Linked DNA regions of Rattus norvegicus: all the other regions are linked to region 4. The links are chromatin contacts, called in public Hi-C maps. All regions are on one chromosome and are shown on one strand. Each heading gives the region's core, a stretch centred on a gene start, on an enhancer-like site or on the middle of the called end of the contact. The rest is flanking DNA. Distances are from core to core; before and after follow the strand shown. Region 1 holds the start of Lrrc8c (leucine rich repeat containing 8 VRAC subunit C). Region 2 holds the start of Lrrc8b (leucine rich repeat containing 8 VRAC subunit B). Region 3 overlaps Lrrc8b (leucine rich repeat containing 8 VRAC subunit B). Region 4 holds the start of Zfp326 (zinc finger protein 326).

What was found. Hi-C and Micro-C count contacts between places; a contact is called where the count stands out from the background.
Region 1: a Hi-C map of mammary epithelial cells shows a contact between it and region 4, with 4 times the contacts expected there. The contact joins the promoter of Lrrc8c here to the promoter of Zfp326 in region 4. A contact is called at or near these places in 3 of 12 Hi-C or Micro-C datasets (the A7r5 cell line, Schwann cells and mammary epithelial cells).
Region 2: a contact with region 4 is called in a Hi-C map of kidney, with 5 times the contacts expected there. The contact joins the promoter of Lrrc8b here to the promoter of Zfp326 in region 4. A contact is called at or near these places in 12 of 12 Hi-C or Micro-C datasets (the A7r5 cell line, the Rat2 cell line, Schwann cells and 7 more).
Region 3: a contact with region 4 is called in a Hi-C map of liver, with 2.6 times the contacts expected there. The contact joins the enhancer-like site here to the promoter of Zfp326 in region 4. A contact is called at or near these places in 10 of 12 Hi-C or Micro-C datasets (the A7r5 cell line, the Rat2 cell line, Schwann cells and 6 more).

What each region holds. Positions count from the first base shown.
Region 1 is chr14:4,618,417-4,621,827 of GRCr8, forward strand. Lrrc8c (leucine rich repeat containing 8 VRAC subunit C) reads right to left here and starts at 1,598. Exons shown (of 4, transcript NM_001037179.1): 1 at 1,398-1,598.
Region 2 is chr14:4,719,259-4,722,390 of GRCr8, forward strand. It overlaps Lrrc8b (leucine rich repeat containing 8 VRAC subunit B), which reads right to left and starts at 1,818. Exons shown (of 5, transcript NM_001107204.3): 1 at 1,718-1,818.
Region 3 is chr14:4,658,413-4,661,793 of GRCr8, forward strand. It overlaps Lrrc8b (leucine rich repeat containing 8 VRAC subunit B), which reads right to left. Exons shown (of 5, transcript NM_001107204.3): 5 at 1-1,201. The coding sequence ends at 929. Among named protein-coding and RNA genes, the nearest start is that of Lrrc8c, 40 kb to the left of the region's middle. Within about 2 kb of position 1,254, at least 34 of the 93 cell types and tissues checked have an H3K27ac peak or open chromatin away from gene starts, as enhancers often do. A contact at or near this core is called in Schwann cells, liver and prefrontal cortex, where this site is marked.
Region 4 is chr14:4,283,823-4,286,768 of GRCr8, forward strand. It overlaps Zfp326 (zinc finger protein 326), which reads right to left and starts at 1,437. Exons shown (of 11, transcript XM_039092634.2): 1 at 1,272-1,437. The coding sequence starts at 1,287.

The DNA of each region.
Region 1 (3,411 bases), core at 348-2,847, 330 kb after region 4:
TAGACTAGAGACATGTAGACCTAATCTGATAGCTCTATCTACCTATCTCTCGTGGGATGCAAATCTGAGTAAAAGTCTATTAAATTCAGGTTAAAACCAGGCTTGGTGGCTTTCTACAAATCATCAGAAAATAAGGAGAAGTGTGTATAAAGCTTTGGTGCTGGCAGTGTTGCAGAACTCCATGAAACAAGCGGTTTAAAAAAAAATCACTTTTATTTCCCCTGTCACCAAGGTGGCATCTTAATGCTGGTCCACTCTAAATCCTCGTCCCGGCTTCAGTAAAGCACTGCATACTCGGCAGAAATGTGACCGTTAGCTAAGGCCACACTTCTTTCGCTACTGCAGTCTGAAGAAGTGAAACAGCACCTCTAACGGGCAATAAGGCTCTCCCAGCCAAACCCGGGCACTCCCACAAAGATCAATTAGTCTTATTTTTCACTTTAAGGAGGATGGGATCCCAAAAATGTTCCCTAACTAATTTGTTGTGAGTTTAAAATGCTTAAGGAATTGGAAACTCAGTGAAGTTTTGCCCTCACCCTCTAATAAAACATCCGCATAAGGATGGGAAACTAGGTGTGGGCTGAGACGTTGCAAGGAAAGGTAACTCGAAGGGTTTTTAAATAACTGAAATCTGAGGTACACAGCCAAGTGTGGGGGGAGGGATGCATTAGCTGCTGGAAAAAGAAAGGCTTTGGCGTCTACAGAGCACACCCTAAGGCTCCCTAGGGGCTAACTCCATCCCAAACACCTCTATGCTGGGAACCAGAGAAAACCAAGAGCCTGCTAGGCTCCGTTTGGGCTGAAGGCAGAGGTCCTGGCCGCAGAGCTGGCTTAGACACCTAGCCTCCAGGGTCCTGGGATGCGGAGCAGCCCCCTCCCGCCCCTCTGGACCTGCAGGTGAGCGGACTGCTGTTCTCTGGATCCCTATGGAGACCTTCGATTTTTCCCCCTCCTTCCTCAAAAAGTGTAACTTCAGGCTTCTTCCAGGGAGGCGAGGGGGGTTGGGGAGAAGAGCAGGAAAACCAGGCCCCAGCATCTCCCGGGTTTTGAAGGTAGGGAAGGAGAATCGCCCGGGCCATCCCTGCGGCGACCGCGTTTTCTCCTAGTGCGCCCCTCCCCCAGTACCCAGAACCTGCGGCGGCCAGGCTGTACAGGTCGCCGGGCTGGGGGCTCCCTGGCGCGTACACCAGGGCCCGCGTGGGCTGGGTGGGGTTGGTGTTAGCCGGATACCCCGACCACATGCCGGGCAGGCGACCACATTGTGCCTGTCCCAGAGCTCTGGGGAGGCAGAGACGCGAATGAGGCAGGGTCCAGGCTGGGGCGCGCCCAGAGAACCGAACCTAGTGGCAGGGTGCTGACTGTCCCTCTCCATCCCTCCGTGGGTCCCCAGTCCTTACCTCTGGGGGCGAGGGTGTCCGCAAAACAGGATGCCAGGGCGCGGCGAGCTGTGTCCGGGTTGGGCTCAGCGACGGCCAGCGACCGCGGCGTCGCTGCTCATGGCTTGTCGCGACCAGAGTGCTACGGCCAGGGACGCGGCGGCGCCTCGGTCCTCGTCCTCTTCGCGGGCTCTGAGCCGGGACGCAGCTAACGCCCCAGCTCCGCAGCCCTGTTCCTCCTCCCCGGTGCCTCCCCGCCTGCGAGCGGAGCCGCCTCCAGCGCCGCCCCGCGCGCCGCCTGGCCCGCGGCAGCCAGCGCCGCCCAGCGCCCAGCCCCGGGGTCGCCGCCAGCTGCCGAGTCGCCGCCGCGGTGCCAGCCCCGCTGTGACGCAGGCAGCAGTGCCCGGGAACTTCCTCCTCTGCGGAGACCACCAGGCGTCTAGGGCTGGCGGGCCTGCGCTGGGCGGGCCGCGGAGCCCCACGTTCCGCACCGGGAAATCAAGCCTCTACGCGGCTGGATGGTCGCGCTGCTCGGAGCCGCCCACCTGGCTGGCACAGCAGGGAAGAGCGGTCCTCTGCCTCCTGTGTGCAACCCTAACAATGCCAAAAAGCCGGTGGCTTCTGTGAGCCGGTCATCCGCTCTTACACCGCAGCTCCTCCCCGGGCTAAGTTGAAGCAGAGCGGCCGCTGCTAAAAATAGCCCTCCTGGGACCTCCCAGAGGGTCAGGATGGAGATCACCCCTCCCCAGAGAGTGAAAGGTCCTGGAAGCGGGTGGAGAGGGGACGGTGGGATATACTGAAGGGAACAGAGGAGAACAAAAAATTATCCGATGTCCATAGTTTACAAAGCCCCAAGCCCCTGGACAACCCTGGTGTCCCGCAAGCAGGAGGGACCCTGCAAGATGGGCTTCTGGGCTCTGAGCAGCAGGTGCCATTCAGTCTGAAAACTCCGCTACGATTTTGTGTGGGCAGAGGTGGGGATGGTGTGTGTGTGTGTGTGTGTGTGTGTGTGTGTGTGTGTGTGTGTTGTGCAAAAGAGTTAACCCTGTGCCCCAAACCACCTGTTGTTTAGACGATGTAGGGGAGGGGTTCTCTCCTACCCATTGATCTGAGCTGTGGGTTTCTCCTCCTATCCCTCTGCCCAATTACAGTTCGAAAGCACAAACTGGCATCTTGAAAGCTGGTGGCTCCCTAAAAAGAAAATTTGCCTATTGGAGGCGGGGTGGGGGGGAGTGCAGACAACATAACTGTAGCAGTCATCAGAGAGTGAGTGTCAGTAACCAGCTGGCTGTCCTCAGAGCACTTGGTGGATAGAGAATTACTCTGTCCTGGCAGTCTGAGAGATACAGAAGAGCAGCGGACAGAAACAGGCAGCCAGCAGCCATTAACTAAATTTGTGTGCCCCTGTATGATGAGTTTAGAGAAGGCAATCATTTCCCAAGCCACGATTAAAAAAAAGAAAAGAAAAAGAAAAAAAGCAGGGGGGGCCTTGAGGGGGGGGAAATGCCTATCCCCCGCCCTTAGGCTCCTAACTGTTCTTTCCTGCTTACAGAATAAAATACTATACTGTCTCTACTCCCAAAGCAGTTGTTGGCAACCTTAAAGCCCTTGGGGCCTTAGGGGAATCACTAGTGTACTAGCCTCATTAACCTAGACAAGCCAACAACCTAGGGTGGGGTGTTCTACTGAAGAAGCAGAAGAGGTTTGTGTCTCTGGGGGAAAGGCAGAGAGTGGCTTTAGTAGTTTGCTTTAAGAAAGGGAGAGGGGTGGGAGAGATCCAAGTACTTGTAAGGCAGCAGATAGATGCAAAAATACTTGTAACTCGAAGTCCCACACCCGCGGATCCCGGCCTGCAGCAGCTCTCTGCCCCCAGACCCTGTGAGAGAGAGACCCAACCGCCTGGTCAGGTGGGCACTCCTGAGGCTGCAGAGCGGAAGAGACCACCAACACTGCTCACCCCTGCCCACATCCCTGGCCCAAGAGGAAACTGTATAAGGCCTCTGGGCTCCCGTGGGGGAGGGCCCAGGAGCGGCAG
Region 2 (3,132 bases), core at 568-3,067, 440 kb after region 4:
GAGAAACCAAAAAGACAAATGACAGGTCACTGAGGGGAAATGCCATCTGAAAACATTTCTGGTCACCTGGTGTCCTTTTCAAACATTACTATTTAGAGCTATGTCTTAATTCTGGTTGATGTTTTCATCCTGAGGATTCTGAAAATTATAACATCAGTGGGGACCGTGGTGGGGACAGGCCAAGTGGCCTGAAGACAGATCTCAACATGTTAAACACAGTCACTTACAGTGTGGACCCGTGTATTTGAGGTGCATGCTGTGACAACCTCCTGATCAGAGAACACACGAGTTTCAAAGAAGTCAACCCACTTCTAACTAGCAGACTACATTTCCCCCAACGGGGGAACTAGGCATGAGAAAGTCAGCATGACTCAAGGTGTGCTCATTGACAACTCGGCTTCTCCAAGCCCCATTTTTAGCTCAGAGCAGCACCAGACATGTTAGGGCTTAAGGTTTTAAATCACACAGGCCCCATTACCTGGGGGATTAACTGTAGTTTCTTATTCTTGTCAAGAGCAGACCTGATCACTAGGAAGGCTCGGGGCAACAGAAAGTGACTTTGGCGCCCACAGCTCAGAACACTGTGCCTTCTTAGGAAGTGGGAAGCATGTTGAGTGTACTGGCAACAATGTAGCATACACTTTCCCATACATACCTCAGCCCTACATTTAGGCAAAACCCACAGCTGTCCAGGAAAATCACACAGTTATTGTTACTATTATCATTGTCATACGCAACAGTAGTAACACTTTGGGGGATAATGAACCCCCAGCCTCACCTGTGCTAAGCCCCGCTAAGCCCCTCAGACCAACACTCTCAGTCTCTAATTTCTTAATATACACTGAACAAATTATCTAAACCGGTCTCACATTTACAATATTTTAAACATTCACTCTTATCTTTATATAGCAGGGTTTTTTTTTTTTTTCTGTTAAGTTTTCAGACAAGGGAGGATATATTCAAGAAGTCCACACCTCGGTATTAACTTTTAAATTTAAGTTTGTTCCCTGGGGTTGAGGGACCAAAGGGGTCCCGGTGGTAGTTTTTCTAACCACATATCAAAGTCTCCCACAAAGGTCACGTGACTACAGGCAACCTACGGACTTTGGGAAGTCAGTCGAGGACACAGATTACTGAGCCTCTTGTCTTCTGACCTGTCAGCACCTGCAGTCTAGGAGGAGGAACCGCCGAGCCTTTAAATGGAAACCAGTTGACCCCTTCCAGATCAAACAGTAAAATCGCAGCTGTAGGCCGATAAATAACCAAGAGCATAAAATGTCTGTCAACAGGAGGCGCCAGGGCAAGGGGCAAACGGCGACGACCTGATGTGGACCCCCTTGAGCGAGCTGCCCTCACCTGCGGGGAGACCCGGGTGGAGGGGGGGGGGTTCCCTGCAGTGTGTGTGGGAGGGTGTGGGGTGCGGGGACACACAGGTGCGCGCTCAACCACGGGAACAGCGAAGGCACCGCCCGGGTGCGGTCGCCCCCTCCTCTCGCCTCAGATGACCCCAGCATCCAGGAGAGGTGCGGGCAGGGGACCGCGCCCTCCCTTCCCCGGGAACGTGGGAGCCGTGCGGCCGCCGCTTAGCAGGTGACTGTGCCACCTGCCCGCAGCGGGAGACCCAGGTGAGGCGCCACCAGGTAACCGCACCTGCCCTGCCGCCCCCACCTGCTGCTGCGCGCCCCCTTCCCCCGCCGACCCCGCCGTCCCCGCCTACCTTTGCGCTGGAGCCCCCAGGGCCCGCGCTACCCGGCCTGCCGGGGTGAGCAGAGCGGCCAGCGCCCGCACTCCGCAGGCGGCTGCGGCTCAGCGGGAAGCCCCGGCGCTGCCCGGCTCGCCGCCCAGGAGCCGCTCCATTGTGACGCGGCGCGCGCGGCCGGCCAATGGGCGCGCGGCGGCGCGAACCGCTGACTAAGTTCGCGCGCGGAGGAGGAGCGGAGCGCGCGGGCTGCGCAGGCTGCGCCGGCTGCGCAGGCGGGAGCCGAGAACGCGCAGCGCCGCCTCCGAGCCACCCTTACCCGGATCGCTCCGCCACCCGGCCCCAGAGTCCACCCGGCCTTGGGACGGACCTCGGGGCCCCGTGACTCACCCTCCTGCTGCACACAAAGCGCAGCTGCCACCTCCCGGAGCCAGCGCCATGCGGCCGCCCGGATGCCCTCGCCCAGCCTGGCATCCGCGGTGCATGGCAGCCACACTCCTCGCCGGGAGCTGGGGCTGCATTCCAGAAACCCAGGAACCGGGGCTTAAGTCTGTTCCCCGGGCGCGCTACTCCAGCAGAGGACCCCGGCCTTCTCACGTGTGCACCCCTGAGAAACTTGTTATTGACACAACTTACTCCACCAGGAAGGGTGGGGTGCACCGCGCAGGGCCTGCCTTAGTGAAGTCCCTTTAACGTTCTTGAAGTCGCGTGACTGGAAAGGTTGCAGGGCCCACGGGGAGGTGGGGGGAGGGAGGTTTACCGTAGTGCCAAACTAAGCAACTTTGGGGCCTCCAAAATGCTATCTTTTTCTTTCCAGTGTTTTTATCTTCAGCGTGAGGTGACAAGGACTACACCTCCTAACAGTCTAGTATTTCATTGTGGATGGCCACCTAACCCGCCCGCTTTCTTCGGTTAGTGGCCTCGTATCTGAAGAGTAACAGTGTGCCTTACAAGTTAAGCAGATTTTTAATACAAATCCAGAACTTTGGGTGATTTAATAGTTCTATCATCCTCCTAGAATCTTTAACTCCCCCACATACTCCCTGTTCCTCTTTAAACTCAGCCTTTGCCCAGGTTTATTTCTAGCACAAGGATTCAATTCAGCAAGATTTGTATCTCTTCGTTGCTATGGTGTTCACATCCCTAGGTAACAAAACACCCCCAGAGGAGTAAATGAAGACAGCATTTGGATCACCTGATCAGTTGGGCACCCAATACCTCCACACACTGCTGAGGTGTGTAAGACTGCGCTGTGTCCAGTAGAAACCGGTCAGAACTCCAGCCCAAAACACCCTGGAAGTCACTGCTATGCCCGTCTTTGTCCAATTCATTCTGAGTAGCAGTTGCATTGAGTCTGGAAGTAAACATTGAAAATATTTTGAGGCCTGACAGCTCCACAGTTAAGAGCACAGAGTGTTCTTACAAAGGACTAG
Region 3 (3,381 bases), core at 4-2,503, 370 kb after region 4:
AATTGGTTGCCATAATTAGTTGCAAGAGTACAAAAGTTTTTGGAGCAGAGTGCATACAAACACGGGAATCATAATCAGCCCAAACCAAGAATCATTAAATTATCACAACGATGCACATGTTCACTGCTTACAAAAAAAAAAAAAAGTATTCTCGCAGATGTAGCATCTGAGATCATACAGTAGAAAATATTCTATATTTCATATAAAAATCCTTAACATAGTAAAAGAAGGCCTTGATGACACAAGAAGACATTTCGAGAATGCATTGATTTTTAGGCTGCTCAGCAGATCACACGTCCTAGAAATCCTGGCTCTCGTTCTAGGCAAATGCCAAGTGTAAGCCCTATCCCAGGACTATCAGAGAAACCCAGATGAAGATGCCAACGAAATGAGAAAGGAGCAGAGAAGTCAGCCAAGATGGAATTCTGCCCAGTGTGATACACGCTGCTTAAAAAAACAACAACAAAAAAAGACCAATATAAATCTAAGCCAGTGGTGAGCACACATCAAGGAGTTTATACTGATGAGTCTTCATGGAGTTAAATATTAGGTTACAAGGTCACATGAAAACATGTATGCAAACGTGTAATGGGTTGAGGGGGCAGGGGGAGTGGTGGAAACAGAGTCCTGAAGACAAAACATGAAAGGTAAGGTTTCCACGACGACGCCTCTCAATCCACCCTCAACGTATACTTTTTACATCTCACAAATAATTTAAACATTGGTTGTTCACAAAACCCCAGTGTTGATATCTTTTTATTACTTGATTCAGACCCTGGATCATTTGGTAAGATTTTTTGGTTATGGTGTGTCATAATTGCAGGCCGTCTCTCATCTTTATAACTTTGGAAAGTTCGTTCTCTTTTCCTGGGGCCCTGCTTTAGAATCGCTTTTTTTTTTTTTTTTCCCCTTGAGTCTGATCTTTAGGTTAACATTTATCTAAGCAAGTCTGCAAACGCTCCGTCACAGGAAGCGGAAGAGAATTAAGCAAGCTGTCCTCCACAATCAGACAGCTCCGTTTCAGGGACTGACACCCTTCCAGCTCCACAGGCAGTGTCTCTAGGTAGTTGCCAATGAGTTCCAGGTGGGTGAGGTTTGACAGCTCCCCAACCAGAGGGGACAAATCTGTTAGGCTGTTTCTTCCCAAGAGTAGACACTGAAGTTTCTTGCACTGGAACAGCCCGTCTGGTAGCATCTCGATCTACAAGGAGAAAGGAAGTAGGTGAAACCGGTTTTGACTGGCTCTGGTAGTACATTCATGAACTCACATCCTGTTCCCTTTCTTCAGAAGACACGGCTGCAGCTCCAGAGGGAAGGCATAGATAGCACTGCTTGTAAATTTAATGGAGCCACGGCCAGTACCTCTGTGAACAACCACGCTCTCCTGAAGCGAGGGCGGACAAACTGGTTGCGAACACTCCTGATGTGATTCTTAAAGAGAAAGCACTTATAGATGAAAGAGAACAAGCCAGTGACCAGGAGAATCGTAGTTACTGGGTCCCGGATCAGAAATAAATGACCCCCCAGAGTCCTCAAGAACTTGTAATCAATGAGCAATGCTCAGAGCGCCCAAGGGCAGGCAAAAACTTATTTTCAATAATCAACAGAAGCAGACATGAAGATGGGAAAGGGAATAGGTACATCATGTACATGTTACCTCAACAGACACACACGTCTGAGCGTCTGCCCTTCTTCCTGTTCCCTCACATTTATGATAGGATTTATGTAGCCCTGTGAGGTAATGTCAACTATAGCATGTAACCTGCAAACTTGGTCAACTTGAGAGCAGCTCTCCCTGAATGCTGCCCTGAATGATGAGCAGGACATCTACATGTGCAGTGGAATGGATTCACGGTGCGGAGACTTCCGAGGAAGATACTGAGCACATCCCATTCCATCAACTCCCTGTTCTGCCGGACTCTTGGGATAGAGGACCACAAAGCTCATCTATATTGGTGTGTGACAATGTGGGACTGTTAGCCCTTTACAGTACTCATTAAGGTGTGTTCTGTGGGATGCTCAATCTTCCCACAAGTTCTGAAGAAAAAGGAATCTTGCTCAAATACATGTGGTAAATCAAGTCTCCTCTTGGAGAGGCAAAGCGTGTGGTCACATGCTAAAGGCACCGAGGAATCCTGGGATGAAAATTGATTCAAGAAAACAACACTGGCTGTTTTTCATGCAAACCCTCTTACCCTCCTATGCAGGGCTCTGGGGGCTTTGCCATGAACACTTGTGCCCTGGAGGACTCCTTTGGTTTGGGGACTCTACTCTTGGCTTGGTGAAAAGCAGATCACTTGCTGCTTGAGAAACAGACACTATCCTATTCTTGTGTCTCCTGGTCCCCCGCATCTAGAGACCGGTGTTCAAGAAGTGAGAATCTGATGTTAACATTTGGAGCTCAAGACTGGCATTGTTGCAGAGAAACAGCAGCAATGTGGAACCTCTTTTGTGGGAGGCAAGTAGTAGGCAACTACTACTGTAGTTTCTAGAATGGTGTCCAGGCCTAGCACGGACATGAACATACTGTTAGCATTATAAGGCTGTGAGTGATCTCCACTCTGGTCCCTTCCCTGCCTTTCATTTTGACTATTCCCCAGGTTTGTTTTTGCAGACTTTGCCTTCCAGTGATATACTATGTGATGCTCTCAGAAAATGGCATCTTACTCATATTATAATATTTATGCCCATTATGAATGCCTGCTTTATAATTTCCACGAATATCTGTTTCCCGGACAGAACTGCGAGAATTTCGGGATTAGATGGTATTTTGATATTCGTGTCTCCCCCTGAAATGAGAACCCCCACCTTTCCTTAACAATGATCTCACTGAGTGGCTAAAAACCAATCTGGACGGGTTCCACCCCAAGTCAGTGCCTTCTTAATATGCACATTCAGTTTCCCGGGGAAGGTGTGGCTAGATGAGGAGGCTTATCCTGGCTGCTCTATTCACTGACATTTGTAAAAATATTTAAACACAAATACTGAACAATATTCTCTCTGCCTCTCCACAACTCCCCACTGTGAGGCCAAACTAATTTCTTTTATATGACGATATTTTTATAAAAAAAATTACTCACTTCACAATTCCTATTTGTTAATGAAAGCTTCTCCCAAGTTCTCTCACCTCTTCTCACTCCCTCTGAACCTGAACCACCTTTTCTCAAGTCCTCCCCACCAATTTAGTGTCCTATCTATCTATCTACCTATCTATCTATCATCTATCTATTTATCTACCTATATGTATCTCAAACATCTACCTATATATGTATGTGTGCATGTATGTATGTACCCATCTACTTATCTACCTATCATCTATCTATCCGCCTATCATTCATCTACCTATGTATCTTTTTAAAAATTTTTTATTGAATATTTTTT
Region 4 (2,946 bases), core at 187-2,686:
TGTCATCAAACTTTGGTCTAAAACATACTTTTTCTTTTCAATGTCAACTCTGGCTATTGCAAAGAGTTGTAATTTAGAGTCACCTACATCAGAATGAGTCACAGTCCAGTACTAAAAGCACAAGCTATTCCGAAGAGCTAAACTACTTCAAAGCGACTGAAAAGTACTCCGAAAGGGGTGATTCTTTCTCCTATACTTACACTTAACAACCTTAACTTCTTGTAGCAAATCAAAAATCAGAAGTTCATGCAATACAACATATGCTAAAATCACACCTTATTCAGTGTCAAAGTCCATTTCTGGTGGAGGCAGAGGCTTCCATAACAAGAAATGGACCGGTTTTATTTAGAAATACCTAGTTCCTGGAGATTACACCCAGTTTAATCCTAAACTGTCTCCTAACACTGTCACTACTATAGATCGCTTTATCGTGACACTGATTCCTATAAAAGTTGAGCAAGGTCTGAAGATGTCAAATTAACTGTACTTCACCGCCCTGGGCAGAACGGCTGTAAGAACTAGTGCAGAGAGGTCTGAAAAGCAACCTTACAAATCGGTTTATTTAATCAGCAAGTCCAACTAGGAGTGCTGTGCACCGATCTAGCTGAACGTGAAGGGCATCTGGGGCTCGCCGTGCCAGAATTCTAACTTAGGCAGCATCCATACACAAGCCCCACCACCGCCATCCTTTAAATAAAGATGCACTACTGTCAAGGAACTGTTTCAGATGAGGTATTCACAAGCAGGTAAAGCAGGTGAGATATCAAACAGCCCGGTCTGCTACGTGGTAATAACTTGCAGATTTTGCTTCTGAGGGAAGCGAAGCCCACCTCGATGGAACTAAGCTTAGGGACGCCCTTTTTACTCGCCTCACAGAGAAGCACCGCATGAGCCCGAGGCAGCCTGTGTCGAGCAAGATTCCAGAGCCCGGGGCAACGCGGTGAGGACCGGCTCCACCCGCCACCGGGTCGCTGCCCCGAGGGCCCCGTGAGCTGGGTCACCGCTCGGCCAGGCCGGGAAGTTGCAGGCGGCCGCGGGCGAGGCCGCGGGGCTCGCAGAGAGGCCGACCCCCTAGGGAGCAAGGCTCCCGTCGGCCGCACCCTCGCGTGCGGCTCCGGGACCACGGGGCTCCCGCCCCGGCCCGCGGCCGCCGCGCGGCCCACAGAACAAAGCCACACGGCCATCTTGAGGCGGTAAACAGACCCCCGGCGCAGGCCGCCCGCCGCCCTCCCGCCCGCCCGCCGCGGCGGCCCGCCCCGCGCGCCGCTCACCGTCCTCGAAGTCCATGCTCGACGCCGCGGGGATGACGGTCCCGGCGCTGCGCTGTGGCCCGAGGCAAGCGCCCGCGACACGACGGTGTCCACACGATCGGCCCGCGCGACCGACAGCGGCGCTACTGGCCGGGAAGCCGCAGGCCACAGCGAGGCTGGGGGCGGGGCCGGACGGGCCTGCCAGTCGCCTCAGAACGGCCTTCGATTGGCGGACGCGAGGCGGTGGGCGGGTCTCGCGTGGGGGTCGGGAAGCGAGGCGGTTGTCTGGCTCCTGGGTCCTGACCCTGGGGAGCGCGGCGGACGGAAGGTGAAACGGGAGCGCGGAAGGCTGGAGAGGGATGTTCTGGAAGGACTCCGTTTGGCCGGCCATGTTGGAGCCTGGCAAGAGCGACGGGGTCCAGGAGGGAGTACTTTTCTTTCTCTTGCACGAACTCACCAAATCACATGGCGACCTTTGGCTTCTGTTGGCTGGAGGAGTGTGGAGGAGAGATTCCAAGTTCTTATGGAGTTCCTTCCTCTGACACACACAGAAGTGTGGGGCGTGCACAGGAGCCCAGATTGCCAAATACGAAACGATCATGAGACTATCCCCAGACAGGCTGCTAGCCACTGCTGGGGTTTAAGGTGTAAAACAGCTGTGAAAGTTCGCAGATGGGAAAGATTTGGCAGGAAGAAAGTAGTCCACAGCTCCAAGGACAGTGAAAGAGAGAGGGAGACAGACAGAGAGACAGAGATTATTCCACTTTAAAAAATGTGTTGGAGGGGTTGGGGGATTTAGCTCAGTGGTAGAGCGCTTGCAGGCCCTGGGTTCGGTCCCCAGCTCCGAAAAAAAAGAAAAAAAAAATCGTGTTGGAGCAGACACAAAGGTATTCACTCAGGAACACTATGGGAAGACTATTTTGGTCTTGAACCACAGTTTTAAATAACTTAATTTTCTTTCTGTTTTCACAGAGCAAATGGCGGTGACAACAAATTGGTTACCAGATAGGAAGCCAGAAGTCAAATTCTAAGCACTTTTTCGGGGTTCAACCCATTTGCTAAATCCCGTTCGGAGGAAGCAGGAAATAAAACGGGAAGCACAGCAAGGTGTACCACAGTAGCCCCAAATCTGGGCACGGAAATCTGGGCACGGCCTTGTGTCCTGCTCATCGTCTTCCTCCTCCACCCTCCTTGACTCATCCGGTTCTCCACCCTTTCCCTGATTCCTTCTCTTCTCCCCTCCCACACGTTTTCTGTTCACCTGGGCTGAACGTGTTGAAAACCGAACTCACAATTTCCCTTCTCAGACCTGCTTATTCTCGGATTCTTCCGGCAGTTCACCACGCGCAACCGCCCACTAATACTGCTCCTCCAGCCTCCCACTTCCAATCCACACACAAATGGAGCCTTTGATCATCATATTGCCACCTAAAATATCTTAAGTCCGCCCCTGCCTTTTCCATTTGCGCGGCCACTACCTGAGCTAGGACACTCACTGCCTCCCTGCAAAACTCTTGATTTCTCTGCCCTTCAGCCTCACTCGGGCCCAAGTGATCAAGATGCAAATCTGGTCATGTAGTTCCCACACAACCAGAAGTAGATCTGACAGAGCACAAACAAAAGGTGGAAATACTGCCTGACCCTTGCCTTCTCCCGGTATCTCTCTCCCCCTCTCCCTGTTCTCCCCCCTCCCCCC